3 separate regions of the Mus musculus genome follow, and regions 1 and 2 are each linked to region 3. A link is a contact called in public HiCAR-type and promoter capture Hi-C data. All regions are on one chromosome and are shown on one strand. The core of a region is the stretch at or near the end of the contact, and the rest is flanking DNA. Distances in the headings are between cores, read along the strand shown.

Region 1 (2,807 bases), core at 143-2,642, 2.7 Mb after region 3:
GAAACCTCTTTAAACCTCCACAATCCTGTTTCTTATTTGTTTGGAGGCAATCATCATGGTGGCACTGGGGCAGAGACTACAGGAGTAAATGGGAAAAGGAAGGGCCCATGACCAGAAAGTGCAGTTCACACTACACCCTATACACTGCACTTCTGAGCTGGGTGTGGCGGCACACATGGTTGATCCATCCCATTACTTGAGAGGTAGAGGCCGAGCTGGTTCACACGGTGAGCTCCAGGCTAGTCAGGAGTACATAGCTGACTTTATCCCAACAGCAACAATAAGAAACAAACAAACAAACAAACAATCCATCTCTGTCTCCCTGAGTATATGCTTGACCCAAGCAAACAAACCAAGGTACCACAAGTTTTATATACAGAATCTAGCTCTCTCTTGAACAATGGATCAAGATTGAACTTTATTGTGATAAACATGCAGGGGCTGGAATCCCAGGAAGAACTTTGTTTTATTTACCCCAGATGCCTCGCATCAAAGTTGAAAGTCTTTCTGCAACATGCAGTAGGTGTGGGACACTCACAGCTTGTCAAGCGGTTGGTTGAGTGAGTGTGCATATATATTATCTTAATGTCATTAATCTTTCTAAGCAATTTTTAACAGTAGCTCTTCTTTGTTATGCACATAATAAAGTGGTAGCTGAGACACGCTAAGAAACTTGTTCTCAGACAAAAAGGGCATGAATCACCAAATCAGAGGCAATATCTTTACCTCTCTCCTCTAGTACTGCCCCAGTGCTTGGCTGCCCTTCTGGGCACAGCTCTTTTCGGCTCAAATTCCAAAGCCTTAGGTGTACGATACTGCCCCTCAGCAGCTTTTTACAGGGGCAAGGGTGAAAACCAGGTGGCAGAGGGGTGCAGGTCCTTGACAGAAGTTATACGGGAAGGTAGTAGCTAGGTCCGGTCAAGAACTTGGACCCATCTCTTCTAGTTCCCCCGAGAGGCCCCTGAGGAGAGCACACAAACTCGATCCTGACATTTATTCCTAGCTAAGAGACTGAGACGGCGGATTCAGACTCCGGGCCTCCATTTCTTTTGTGTACTAAGGTAATTCCCTGGAAGTTGCCTTAGGACTCTGTTGAGACAGGTATCCCTGATTCATTTCCCAAGCCAACTTCTAGTTCCGAGGTTCTATATTCCCACCCCGGCCCCGCTCCGCGTCCCTCATCCCACTTACCCTTCATTGTCGGCCAGCTTCCGGAGCTCTCTGGCGATGTCTCCTTCAGGCCTCACTCATTCCTTTCCTTTCTTCGCTTTGTTCAGCGGCTTTCTCCCGCCGGGACGCTGCTTTTTTGTTTAAAATTCCACTGGAAAAATCCGATAAGCCCAAGAGACAATTAACAAAGTGCACGGACTTGCTCCACCCTGCGTCAGGGGATGGCGACCAGATTTCGGATCGGGCGCCTCTCTGACGTCATTGACGCGACGGCATCTGTGTGCGTCCGTCACTGGCACAGGCTCTGTGGTTGAGAGAGGAGCGGATTTTGCGGGTCTGCTGTGGTGTTCAGTATGCAAGTGTCTGTAACTGGAGTAGTCGTGTTGGGGGGTCAGGATTAATGAAATGTAGCGAGAGCAAGCTGCCATAGAGAGGACGCGAGGGAGATTGGGGACGAGGGAGGGCACAAGTTGGCCGGGGATATCGGCGGTAACGACTGTGGGATTCCTTTTTTTTTTTTTTTAAGCAAGAGGCTTACAGTGTTGCCCTGGGTAATCTAGAATTTACTCCCGAGAATACTAGTCATATTTTGTACTGGTGGCCGGGGGTATTTAGTCCTGTTTCTGCTACTAAATACTTTTATGACCTCGTTCAAAGGTCTTTTTCCTATTAGTAAAGAAAAAGAGTAGGTTTATTTGCTATCGGATGCAAGAAGGTAGAGACGTGTAGTTAGTGTAGCTAGTATAACAAAAGTTACATTTTATTATGCAAACGGTCATTTCATAGGTTCACCCCCTAAATTCCTAACTACCTAAGCCTATCTCCCCAAGGCTACCCTCCTGTGTGACTTATCTTAGCTGAAGGTCAGGTCCAGTCTCCAACAGAAGTTTTTGATTGGAGTGTCAGATTACTCTCCAGCCGCAGGGCAGATGAAGGTGGCTTCTCTTCAGTTGTGCAGAGCAGAGCATTGCTCTTGGTGCCCACTAATACACTGTCCACTGGGTGTCATGGGGTTCTAGGACTGTGTCTAGTTGTCTTGAGTGATGTAACTGGGTTCTGGTTATCAGGTGCTGCCTTGGGTGTACTGGGGTTCCTTAATTAAACGTTTTACATGGGGTTCCTTAGTTAAACGTTTTACATGTCTAAAAGGCACCTATCTTCTTCTTCTTCTCTCTCTCTTTCTTTCTTTCTTTCTTTCTTTCTTTCTTTCTTTCTTTCTTTCTTTCTTTCTTCTCTTTCTTCTCTCTCTCTCTCTCTCTCTCTCTCTCTCTCTCTCTCTCTCTCTCTCTCTCTCTCTCTCCCTCCCTCCCTCCCTCCCTCCCTCCCTCCCTCCCTTCCTTTCTTTCCTGTGCTCATTGCATCTTACCCCATTGGTCTCAAAATGTTTGCTCTTTTAAAAAATTGATTCTTTTTCACTGAAGACAGTGTCCCAGACACTTGCTTTGTGGTCTAGGCTGAGCTTGAAAGTGCAACATTCCTGCCTGGCCTTCTGGAGCATTGGAATTTATAGTCTATCTTATTATATCCAGTCTAGAAGGCATTCTTCAGACTTGGAACATTAGTGTCTGTCATTATGATAAAAGACAAAAGTGATTCTCAAAGATCTGGGACACAAAGGCCCAGGCTAGCCTTTTCTC
Region 2 (2,700 bases), core at 75-2,574, 2.2 Mb after region 3:
GCTAATTCCTAGGGCGCCGTGTCCTGATTGTCGGGGAGCTGGGCAGAGTGCTATCATTACCAACAACTCAGCCAGGCGGGTAATGGTGAGATCAAGAGACATTTGCACCGCTATCAGGATGACATCATAGCTAAAGCAGCCTTCAGCCAAAGCCCTAGGCTCTCTTAGAGTAGAGGCCAAAGGGCTATGGGGGGAGGTGCCCCCCCCCCGCAACTCCCAGAGCTGGAAGCTGAGTCTCAGGCCCCTGCCATGCAGGGTGGTGGGCCTTGCCCACAGCCAAGTTCCCAGGCAGGCCCAGAAATGGGAAAGACAGCTGGAGTCTTCTCCAACGCAATCTACTTTCCCCCTCCATCCTGCTCACTGCAAATAATACTACTAATAATAACATAGTATGCATTTTTTTCAACAATTTGAAATTGTGAAGCCATTTCCCTGACCAGGGTGGAGCCGGCATGCCATGCCCGCAGCTACATCTCTGCTGTAGAATTGATAGCATTTCCAACCGAATTGTCAATCTGTTGGTGGTGACCCTCTCTTAGGCAAAACAGCTCTCACTCCATTTTTTTCAAGCAATAGAAACAGAGGACGCTGAAGGGGAAGGCAGACTGGAAAGGAAGCCTTCCTACTCTTGTTTTGGTTGCTTTTCTTCCTTTTAAAGCCCAGCAAAACACAGGGGCGCACACGCGAGCGCACGCACACCCTGAGACACAAACCTTAGAATAATGGGGGAGGCATTTGGCGACAAACTGCATCAGCGGCGCGGCGCGACAGGCAACCAACCCCGCTCACTCGCAGCTCAGCTCTCCAAGCCGCGGCAGCGACGGTGGCGGTGGCGGCGGCGACAGAGACCCGTCACCCTCCCAAAGAACCCCTATGCTCAACTCTCAACTGTGTCCCCAAGATCTCCTCTTCAGGCTCGCCTCAACTATGCGCGTGGCCCAGTCACCTCACCTCGCCGGAAAAGTGGAGAGACAGGGTTGGGAGTTGTGTTTAAAAAAAAAAAAAAAAACAGCAAAAAAACAAAACAAAACAAAAAGTTCCTCGAACATCCAGCCCAGCAGATGCAATTCTCCCGCCCGCTGCACACTCTCCCCGAGCCGGCCGGGCACTCGCCCCCAGCACTGCGCCCTCACCTCGGGGCGCGCGGAGGGCACCGCAGGGCACTTACTTGGCACTTGCTTTTGAGTGTGCAGGTCGTCGCGGTTTTCACTTGGGTTTTCAAATAAGTTTCAGGGAGGAAGGAGGCAAAAAAAAAAATCCAATTATGCAAATGGACTCCGGCCGGGGGAGGCGCGCGTTGAATCTGACGCTGCTACTGTATGAGTTCTTGGAGCAGCCCCGGCCCGGCAGATTTATGGGGGCGCGTCACGGCTACGCCAGGTCCCGCCGCCGGAGCATCTCGAAGTTAATTAAAGCGGTAATGTCCACTTTCCTGGCGACCCTCCGTGCGTGGGTTTACTATTTCACCCTCCAACACGACCCAGGAGGGGACACTGATGTGCCCCCCACGCCCCTCTTCTTTCTCTCTTCTTCCCCCTCTTCTGCCTCTCTCTTTCTCTCCCTCCTTTTTCCTCTCTTTAAGTCGCCTGCTTTGCACTCAGTGAACAATGAACAAAGATGTGAGTGATGGGGAAAGATCGCCCCCCTCCCAGCCCAAGCAGTGAGCGAAGCTGGTCTCAAAGTCAAAATCCAGTTGTTAAAAACTGAGAAAGAAAACCAGGGTCTCCACGCTAAGCTCCCTTTCTACACACACGTACACACGCACGCACACATATGAGCAAGCACACCCCACCCCAAGTTCACCTAAGCCCTGCCTGGAGACCTAGGGACCGTGGGGGAAAAGCCAAGGCCCCGGCGCGCGGGGATGCCCAACTCGCGGTGGACACGAGGGGACAGCAGGGACAGGGGAGCTGTGCTCGCTCCGGCCAAGATCATTTCCCGCGCCCCTCCCAGTCTACTGCCCCCACCACTACCCACCGGCCCCCTCCCAACGTCTACACCGAGAGGCCTGGCCCCACGGCCCCGCTCCGGCTGCAGCCGGCCGGATGCGCTCAGCAAACGCGGCCCCTGTCGGATTTCTGCTAAACTGCAGAGCGGCGGCGGCGACTGCCCAGAGAAGCGCAGGAGGAACCCAAGGCCAGCTCGGCGCGCACTCACCCTGCTAGCCCGCTAGTCCTAAAGCCGGTGCCCCGGGCCGCCCACCCGCGCGCACCTCAGAGGATGCACACGCACAGCGCGCTCGAGCCCCGCAGGCAGGGACCGCACGTAGCCGCCGTTATTTTCCGCTCAAGTGAAAACTAAGGCGGCTGACGAATCACGTCTCCTGCGAGGCACCCGTTAGACAAAACAATATCCTGCAAACAAAACCCGGCCACCGCTGCCACCCGCGCGCCAGGCCGGGACCCCGCCCTGCTCCTCCCAGGCCCCAGCCCCTGGCTTCTGCCCGCACCGACCCCAGCCTTCCAGGCTTGCATCCTTCCAGGAAAGAACTCGGGGACTTGAGTGTGCGCTCACCAAGAGGCGGACAAACAGGAAGGACTCACAAACCGGGAGTGAAAAATGGGGGCCACTTAACTTTCCACCTGTCCCTAGAGAAACCTTGCGGGGAATTTTCTCCGAAGAGTTGGTCTCTCTCTCTCTCTCTCTCTCTCTCTCTCTCTCTCTCTCTCTCTCTCTCTCTCCTTTTCTCTCTCTAACTTC
Region 3 (2,700 bases), core at 76-2,575:
CCGATTTCTATTAATAGGAGGTAAAGCTCCTACAGACATTAGAGGTAATGGCCTGGCCGCCCTGTGCTGTTAACTCCTCTTGGGCCAGCATGTTAAAAAACAAAACACGTTTTGCCCAGGCAGAGGTGGGCTTTGAAAGGATCATGTTCATATGCACACATTCAGGCTCACTACCTCTCTCCTTAACGGTTCAAACCCGAAGCCCATGCCCTGGAAAGAAAAGGGGCAGCGGACGACCGTTGGATATCAGTCAGCTCAGCTTTGCCACACATAAGGCGAGGGCCACAGCCACCAACAGCACGGCGCTGAAAACGGTGGCAGCCAGGGCCTTGCTGGGGTCGCAGGGGCCCGCGCGCTCCTCTACCGAAATGCCACCGGCTGAGGACGCGCCGGCACTGGCACCGGACAGGAGTTCGGCGCCTGCCGCTTGTCGCGCCTGTACAGTCCAGCGGGGCACGTTGACTTTCATTTCCATGTCGTCAATCATCTCGCCCACCTGGAGGACTTCGCGCTCCAACTGGGGCAGATCGGCGACATCGAAGTCGCTCTCCGCTTCGTGCCGCAGGCTGCGGGCGCTCAGGGCGCGCGCAGCTACAGCAGAGGAGCCGCCCGTCACCCCAGTGCGAACAAGTGGCCGGCGCGGCGCGTGCAGCGGGAAGGTGGCTCCCAGCGCTAGTGCGCGCTGCATGTCGGCTTCGAGCAGGTCCAGGCAGCCTGAAAAGGCCACCCAGAGCCGCTCAAACTCCGCGCGCTCCTCGGTAGCTAAGCTCCGGTCCCGGAGCGCGACGGTCAACCGGGCGCCGGTGGCCACGGCCAGCTCCCGCGCCTTCTGGCGGGTCTTCTGCAGCTCTTCGCGTAGGTCCTGAGTGTCCGCGGAGCCGCCCACAGTAAGCACTAAGTGATGGTAGCACGCTGTGGTCTTGTTGAGCGCGTCCAGCAGCGCCTTGCACTCCTCTCTGGCCATGGCGCTGCCCTCCGGCGGTACCCTACTTGCAACCTTCAACGTCGTAGGTCGCCTCCAGCCCTGATGCCAGCCTTGAGCAGGGCGGACTGAAAGCTCCTCATGTCCTCGCCGCTGTTCTCAACAGAGCTCTCCAGGGACCCTTGAGGTGCGCCTCCGGCGTCCCCACGGCTGGGGTAGTCTGGTTAGCTTCTCCCCATCCGCTCCTCCATTTCCCCCAGACGCGCTCCGGGTCACGCGTAGTGTCTTTGCACCACTTTCTTTTTCACGGCGGCTCCCTGAGAAGCCCAGAGTGAAGACCCCATCCTTGATCGACCCCAAGTCTCCAAGACGAGCCGCGCGCCTTAGCCCCGGCCAAGGGCAGCAGGATCCAGTTTCCTAGGACACGCCTCCAGCCACCAGTCCAGGCCCGGGGCTTCCTCCGCCCGCCCCCCCCGCCCCCTCCCCGCCCCCGGGCCAGGGGTAGGCGGGGCCCAGCCCAGGTAGATCAAGTGTGGCTTTCCCTCTTCTCCCTACCATGATAATTCTGGAACCTTAGCGCCCTACAAATTCAAGGTTTTTTTTTTTCCTACTTTGCAGACGAGGAAAAGTGAGACTCGGTAGAAAGAATGCTTAGCTTATCGCAGCCCATGCTAGTGAAGGGAAAGGACCAAGGGACTAGACCCTGTAGGCAACAGAGTAGGGTGGCTCGGAAGTCTGGGCACCTCCAGTTTGCATCACCAGTAGCACGGGCGATCGACCGGGTAGGATTGTTACTTAGTTGGAGCTCTCTTCTTCATCACAGTCTAACCCCATTTCAGGGGCCCAGCTTGGACCCCACCCCTAATATCAGATCTTCCTTAGGTCCCGCCTCTCGAATTCTGGGCACGCGCACTCCCTGGTTCTGGGCGGGGCTAGCTTGAGTAGGAAGCGCGGAGTCGCCTGGGCCCCACCTCCGACTGAACTAGACTTAATGATTGCTCTGTTTACGTGTCAGTCTCGACTAAAACGACCTCTTATTGGACAGACTGGAGCAGGGTTCCGCCCAACGGCGGAGTAAAGAGGTAGGCTGAAGAGTGGAGCCACCGCACCCGGGTGGTGGGCACTCAGGTCCCAGCCCAGGGTCCGGGAGGTGCTGTCGTAGCACAGAGGTGAAACTATGTAGCCTCTTAAGTAAGTGTCTTCTGCGGGTATCCTCCAGCGCCTCCCTACTCTGGGGAACGCCGAGGTCGGGCGGGGCCTGGGAGAGGAAGGGGGAGGGGTTCCCTGCACTGAAGGGGAGCCCCAGGCTGGGCTGATGGGCCCCAGGGGCCCGGACCCGTGGCGGGCTGAGCCTCCCAGCTCTCCCGTTCCTCTGCGGTCCGCATCGCGGCGCGCACGTTGTCCACTAGGTCCAGAGGGATGCCTAGGCGGCGCGGAGAATGCATCTGTTCCTGTGGCACCACGGCAGGCCTGGGTCCCCCGGAGCTGGGACTTGGGGCAGTGGGCAGAGCTGTCGCTCCCAGGCCATGTGGCCTGGGAGGTTTTCCGGTGACCAAACTGAGGGAGGAGGCTGTGTGTTCAGATCCTGGTCTAGGCCAGCTGATTGAGTTTCCGCCGGGGCTGAAAGTGGAAAGGGTATCCCTGCCTGCTTTACACGTGGCGAGGTCCTCTCGTCCTGTATGTAGAGAAGACTTATGGAAAACTCAGGTACCCAGAGACGTACAACCACACAGAGTGTGTTCGGTTTCTTGGTTGAAAACGGACTGCCCAGATGCGCG

Evidence for each region. Promoter capture Hi-C pulls out the DNA fragments that hold promoters and counts their contacts. HiCAR-type assays count read pairs that join an accessible place to other places.
Region 1: a contact with region 3 is called in a HiCAR-type map of astrocytes, with 6 times the contacts expected there. The contact joins the promoter of Pop4 here to the promoter of Rgs9bp in region 3. A contact is called at or near these places in 2 of 39 promoter capture datasets (embryonic stem cells and hippocampal neurons), 1 of 115 datasets of contacts at active chromatin or transcription factors (astrocytes) and 1 of 9 other capture datasets (adipose tissue).
Region 2: a contact with region 3 is called in a promoter capture Hi-C map of hippocampal neurons, with 6 times the contacts expected there. The contact joins the promoter of Zfp536 here to the promoter of Rgs9bp in region 3. A contact is called at or near these places in 1 of 39 promoter capture datasets (hippocampal neurons) and 2 of 115 datasets of contacts at active chromatin or transcription factors (astrocytes and neural tube).

The regions. Positions count from the first base shown.
Region 1 is chr7:38,269,956-38,272,762 of GRCm38.p6, forward strand. It overlaps Pop4 (processing of precursor 4, ribonuclease P/MRP family, (S. cerevisiae)), which reads right to left and starts at 1,393. Exons shown (of 7, transcript NM_025390.4): 1 at 1,192-1,393. The coding sequence starts at 1,198.
Region 2 is chr7:37,768,428-37,771,127 of GRCm38.p6, forward strand. It overlaps Zfp536 (zinc finger protein 536), which reads right to left and starts at 1,325. Exons shown (of 6, transcript NM_172385.2): 1 at 1,169-1,325.
Region 3 is chr7:35,584,257-35,586,956 of GRCm38.p6, forward strand. Rgs9bp (regulator of G-protein signalling 9 binding protein) reads right to left here and starts at 1,326. Exons shown (of 1, transcript NM_145840.3): 1 at 1-1,326. The coding sequence starts at 964. The coding sequence ends at 251. It overlaps Ankrd27 (ankyrin repeat domain 27 (VPS9 domain)), which reads left to right and starts at 1,991. Exons shown (of 29, transcript NM_145633.3): 1 at 1,991-2,113.